Regions from separate parts of the Gossypium hirsutum genome. Here region 2 is linked to region 1. The links are chromatin contacts, called in public Hi-C maps. All regions are on one chromosome and are shown on one strand. The core of a region is the stretch at or near the end of the contact, and the rest is flanking DNA. Distances in the headings are between cores, read along the strand shown. Region 1 holds the start of LOC107891456. Region 2 holds the start of LOC107891398 (disease resistance protein RPS2).

Region 1 (3,369 bases), core at 68-2,567:
ATTTCAGAACTCCAAAATTGATCCAACAAAAGTTAAACTTGGACTTCTTAACGTCACACTCATCATAAGCCTCATTCAAGCTAATATAAATGATTTCTTGAATAAGAATTCAATTTGATTTTCACTTGTCTCACCTTGCTTTTAATAATTAGCCCATTAGGCAAAGTCATGTTTTGTGGCTTCGGTCTACAACTCATGGGTTGGTATCATCTTCATTTATGAATTCAACATATGTTATTTTTAGGAAAAATAAATACCCAATCAATAAATCACTGTCTAAATTTTTTTTTATATTTTTTATAGTTAAAATGATGGTCAATATATTGATTGAGTCTTAACTTAATTGATAAGAATATTATTATTAATGTAAGGACGTGAGTTGAAGTGTACTAAGTGTATTATGATCTTATTTATAAAACAGAGAAAAATTGAAAATTGAAAATGTCCAAAAAAGCAGAGAGTGAATGCACGTTTTATATAAATTAATGAAACAGACCAAGTCTAGGCAGCGTAAAGTCTATACATGGTAATAACATATGTATCAGTCTTATATTCTTCTTCTAAATGTTAATATGGTATAAGCCATGTTGTATTAATCATATTAAAATTCTATCATGTTCAAAATTACTAATTACCAACTTGTACATAGATTCTTTTCTTTATTTTTTATATTAATTTCTTCCCAGGCCACTCCATGGTTCAACCTAAGCTAGGTTTAGGTTGGGGAGGCAGTTTTTAACAATACGAAGGCTTTAGCTGCAACGTGTTTGGTTTCCATGGAAAACGACTTACCAAAACAGACACAATGTGTTTCTTGTAATAAAAAAACACTTCCCTAATGCATACTCGAGACGGATTCCCCTCTCTTTAACCTAAACTTGCTATATATGTATATATATAAATCCAACTCTCATGAAAGTTACCAGTGGATCAATACTTTGTTGATGATGGAAGACAAGTTTATTATCTGTGTTTGAAAATATGCCTACCCAATAAAGGTTTTATGAGAGGTAAATCTAGATGGTTTAGGAGAGAAACGATCTTTAACTTTGTAATTATAATAAAAGGAAGATACCAGTCCCTGGACAGTTGTATGCCCCTTTCACTTTCATCTTTTCTATCTTATTTTTCTCATTTTTTTTTTCTTCGAAAACCTACCAGTCACTATCATTCCAAGCAAACTCCTACAAGCAACCGACACCTCCTTTTCCTTTTCTCTTCCTCGTTATTTTTTTTTTCTCATCATCCAAATTGGGAATCATTACTTAGTTTAATAATAATATGAAAAAATATACTATTGGGTGTGGTTATAGTATTCAAAACATTATCTGGTTTATTGTAGGCTGTTGGCTTCACTTTAACCAAACTGTTGGTATAGTATTCAAAACTTTTAACTGTTGACAAAAAAATAAAGAAAAAATTAAAAAACTAAAAAGAAATATCCTGGAACTGGGTACTTGAACCCTGTAAGGGAAGGCATTCTCTTAGTGGGTCCCTTTGGACCACCCTTAATTTGTCATCCTGTTAGAAGGGATAAGCTCATAGGAACTCAAAACTGTCATTTTTTTCTTGGTTGAAAGGTTTAATCTCTCACTCCAAAGAGCTAGAGGACACCATTTGTGCTGGTGGCCTTTGCTCTCATCACTCATAATTCCACATAAAACTCCTTGTAAAGCCACCTTTTTTGATCCAATAATTCAAATCCCTTCACCCACCTCACTTCCTATAATAACTCCCCCATTTGAATCAGATTCCATTTCCTAAAAAATATGATTCACCAAGAGATGGATATTGATCATGAATGGGTTTTCCTCCCTGATAATAGATTCCTGGATATCAATCAAGACCATGGAGGAAAACGAGTTTCTGATTCAAACCTTGTTTTCTTCACAGACTACTTCGATGAAGAACAGTCTCCGCCGTCAGGGAATTCAGGGAAGATAGCTAAACAAGTTGTCCCAGTTCCATTTCCATTGGAACCAAGAATCCTTAAGGTTCCAGAAAATGAACTAGGGAAGGAAATCACCAAAAGGGTACCTCTTGATTTCAGTTCTACACCATCCATGATCCTTGAGAAGATCAAAGAAGCTGGTATGGAATCAGTTGGAGGTGATAAAGAAGTGAAGACACAAGTTTCGTTTAGGAAACCAAGTTACAACAACAATGAATCTGTCGACATGACCAACAAAATGGACTCACCAAGGTCCACTACGAAAGGAGTTATCCCTCAATTGGATGCTGCAGGTACGTTTAATTTTGACGATGAAACTGGATTTTTGGAGAACATGAGTTCCCCCAAAATAAAAGATTTGGTGGAAAAGAAAGCTGAGAATAAAGATGTAAACTGGGAAGAAAGCTCTGGTGGCCTTAATTTATGGAAATGGAGTTTGACTGGTATCGGAGCCATCTGCTCTTTTGGTGTTGCTGCGGCTACTTTTTGCATCATCATTTTTGGAACTCAACAAAGGAACAAACAACAACTGAACCAGAAACTGCTGTTCCAACGTTACAGTGATGACAAGGTATGAAAATTTTCTCACTTTTTCTTGTCTATTTTTTTAACTTTCCTGGAAAATTGAGAATCTTTGTAAATTTATAGTTTTAACTGATCTGATATTTGTTAAATAAAACATGTTGATGTGAACATTAGAGATATATTTTGTCTTCTTTATTACCCCTACAATGCAAATAATAATGAAAAGGATATACACATTTCATCATTTAAGAGTCCAAATTAAAAAGCAACACCATTTCTTCCAAATTACATCACATTAAATTTAGGCCCATTTTTAGATAATACTTGTAGATTAAGTAACTTAATTTGTTGTTATTGTAGAGGATGAAGCAAGTGGTTCATCACACAACTAAACTCAATGAAGTAATTTCAGTGGTGAGAGGAGTACCAATCACCAGAGCTCAAATAACATTCGGTGGTTACTATGATGGTATTTAAAGCAATGTTGCTTGGAGAAATCTGGACCACTCATCTGCTGTTGTTCTCCAAGTGTCAAGGATTTATTATGCCAGTTCTATACAAGAATGTTAAATAGGGGTATCTGTGTTTTTGTACATAATAAAATGGTAAATGGATTGTGAATCCTGCTTGTAGTCCTGAAAATTCTATATTATAGTGTTTATTTAGCCACTTATAATAGATGCTTGCATCATTGGCATATGCAAGCATAGTTTTTAAACTGTGGGAGTTGATATTAGTGAAATGTCTACAAATTCAGCACTTATATTATATAAATATTGAGGAACATTAAATTTACTAAGATTTTTATCATTTCTCATCTCTCCATTCAGATTTGTTCTCTTGAATGGTTTCTACATATGCCATCTCCCTTGCAAAAAATAACATATCTTAAT
Region 2 (3,292 bases), core at 508-3,007, 140 kb after region 1:
AGCCCATATGACAATAATAAAGAGAGGCTCAAAATTCAATTGTTGGCCAAGAACTCCTTAAAAAAAACCTAAAACAAAGTAATTTAGATTAAGTTAATTTACAACCCGTTCCAAAAAAAAACATTTTTTTAGGCATATGGAAATTACATGGCTAATATATATTTTATATGATAAACAATGATTTAATGACTTCATTAGTCATCTGTTAAAGACTTAACATTCTAATGACTTAAATGCAAACTTTTAAATAGTTCAATGACTATTTTGTAACTTTTTGAATTAGAGAGACCCAAGTGTGAATTTATTAATAGTTCAATGACATTGGGTGTAATTTACATTTTATTTTATAGTGAGACCATATGTATTAAACGAATTGAGATTATGAATAATTTTGAAATCCACCCTTTTAGGTGGAATTTGAAAAACAAATTTAAACAGCTAAATCTTCTCTTGAAAATCATTATAAAATTTGAAATTTCCATTATTTTTACTCAAACAAATAAATTCATGAAAGTTGAAAGTAATTTTTTTTTCTTCAAATCACTTTACCAATTACATAGCTAAGGTTTTGAACTAGAATTACAAGATTTTCAAAAGTTTAAAAAGAATTTTAAAATTTAAATTTCTAAATACAAATTCATCAAAATGAAGCATAACTATTTTAAATACTCTCTTGGTTTGATTATTTTCACTACATACATATATATATTGATGCCATATCTAAATTAATCATATTATTTCCGATTCTTAAATTGAAGGATATGTTTAAATGCATTTGAATTATGTCCTCTATTTTATTAAAATTTAATCAATTTTCACGCAAGTATAATAAAAATATATATTCAATACAAATGTACAATTTTAGCTATATAACTAAAATATTAAAAGGTGATCTATATCTCACAACTTTAAAATAAAAAATGGACGAAAAAAACTAAAATATATAAAAATTATTTTTTACTAATTTAGCCATTGCATTTAGTCTCCATTTTTACTACTTAGATGATAACTTGAATTTATGAATTATATCATACCAAAATCACTTACTTTTTTTGGTGAAAAAGATAAAAAAATATCATATTAAACAATCATAATCAGAAAATTTGAAACTCTAACAATCTTAACAATCGCTACTATCTCTTCTGGAATTTTTGCAAATACCTGCAATGTTGAATTTCTCTTTGAAGTCATTTTTTGTAAGACTGTCTACAACTTAATTTCTCTCTCTGGGGATGTGGTTAATTTCCCATTGTTTCATGGTTTGTAAGACCATATGGATTCTTCTAACTAAGGCCGAAGTTAATTCAGTCATGTGAATGTCTTGAAGAGCTTTGACTACCTCCAAATTGTTTATGTGAATGGAAAACTTCTTACATTCCTCTCTTTGAAAAATAGTTAGGCCATCTAAAATTCGCCACAATTTAACATAAAAATTAAACAAAATCCCAAATACCAATTATATCCAAAATTTATTGCCCATCTTGCTTATTCGCCACCCCTCTAACAGCAACCCATCCTATATTCAACTTAACAGCGCAATATGTAAATAAATGAATCCAAATAATAATAATAAAAACCGCTTTCAATTTCAGATTGGTGGATCCAAAGAAAATGAATGAATTGTCATTTTCTATATGGAAATTAATGTGTAAACCCGTGACTAAAGTTGGAAGACCAAGACTTTTGGTTTCAAAACAAATTATTTAAAGCAACATTTAAGTAATTGAAAAAGAAAGAAATATATTGTAAAGCTTTATTTATATACTTATAGAAGTAGTAGTAGTATTTATCCAACTTTGTACCTTTGGGTATTTACCTTTGATTCTCTGCTCCTTCATTCTCAGTCTCACTTGCTTTTCAAAAGAAATTAAAACTCTAAACCTCAGGCGGAGGAGGAGGATGTACGGTGCTTTGTTTTTTTCATTTTTTAATTATGATATTTACTCTTATTTTTTTCCCACATTGATATCTAGGAGGAGTATCTATGATAATAATGTTATTCTTTCTTTTCTTTTCTTTTTTTGTTATTGAATATATGCTGCGCAGGTGAGATTATCAAATTATAAGATGATCATTTAATTTAATTTATGTCACTCGGGCAGACCCAAAAAGTGAAAGGATTTGGATAAAAATATAGATTCAAAAAATGGGTTTGGGGCAAAAAAAGGCCCGTTTAAAAATGGGCTGGGCCTTGAGTAAGATTTTTTTGGCCCAAGCTCAGCCAAGCCTAAATATGCAAAAAAAGTTTTTATTTATTTTCCTATTTTCTTGCTTCTTTTTTTTATTTATTGTTTTGTTGCTATTTTCCTATTATTTTTTCATTATTTTGCTACTATTTCACTATTATGTTGCTACCATTTTTTTGCTATTATTTAGATGTTGTATAACTCTTGTTTTATTATTAATTTTTTTTACTATTTTAGAGACATTTGCTTGTTAAGTTGCACTTATCTTAGTGTTATTTAAATATACATTTTTTTTAAAAATTTATTTTTAATTTATTGGGAACATTTACTTTAATGTTTTTAATATTTTTAATGTATTATATTTTTTAAAAAATTATATAAAAGAAATCATATAAAAAGATTAATACGGCCGAACCTGAATTGTAGCATTTTTATTCAGGCCGGACCCAACAAACAAGCTTAAAATTTTGGTTGGGCTCGATTTAATCCATGAACACCTCTAGTTTGTATTAACCTGGCATTAATAAACTAAAGGGTTTTGATATATAGAAAGAGTTTACAATTTTTTATGAATAAATCCAATTACCAAAATTGATAAAATTGTTGACTTGAAGTATTTGATATCCAAATCGTGAAATAATCAATTAAAATATTCTAACCAATATATAATTTCATAATATCAATCGTTTTACAAATGCTAGCAACTAATTTGTTAAATTTTCAAAGTCAGGAAAACATTTCAAAGAAAAGTTGATCAAAACCACTGAATAGCAAAAAAAATATATATATATATTTTTAACTTTGGTGTATAAATTGATTACTCTAATAATTTGATGCTAAATTATTTCATAAATAATTGAGTGATTATTTTTTTGTTATTTATTAACGGTTTACTATTAATATTATTAATCATGCATTATCATTTCACAATTAATAATATTTATAATTACAAAGTTTATTATCAATATTTTCTATTAATTTCTACTATTAAAAAATGAACTAATAATTTTATTTTAAAATATTTTGCATTACTAAAATCATACAATTTAATTATCTAATAATTGTAAATTAACTTGTATAAAAAAATTTATAAGTTAACTTCAAAA

Evidence for each region. A called contact is a pair of places that touch in the nucleus more often than the background predicts.
Region 2: a contact with region 1 is called in a Hi-C map of leaf, with 1.9 times the contacts expected there. The contact joins the promoter of LOC107891398 here to the promoter of LOC107891456 in region 1. A contact is called at or near these places in 5 of 34 Hi-C or Micro-C datasets (callus and leaf).

Annotation. Positions count from the first base shown.
Region 1 is chrA11:97,807,197-97,810,565 of Gossypium_hirsutum_v2.1, forward strand. LOC107891456 reads left to right here and starts at 1,318. Exons shown (of 2, transcript XM_016816270.1): 1 at 1,318-2,522; 2 at 2,837-3,271. The coding sequence starts at 1,770. The coding sequence ends at 2,953.
Region 2 is chrA11:97,942,803-97,946,094 of Gossypium_hirsutum_v2.1, forward strand. It overlaps LOC107891398 (disease resistance protein RPS2), which reads left to right and starts at 1,758. Exons shown (of 9, transcript XM_041081909.1): 1 at 1,758-1,901.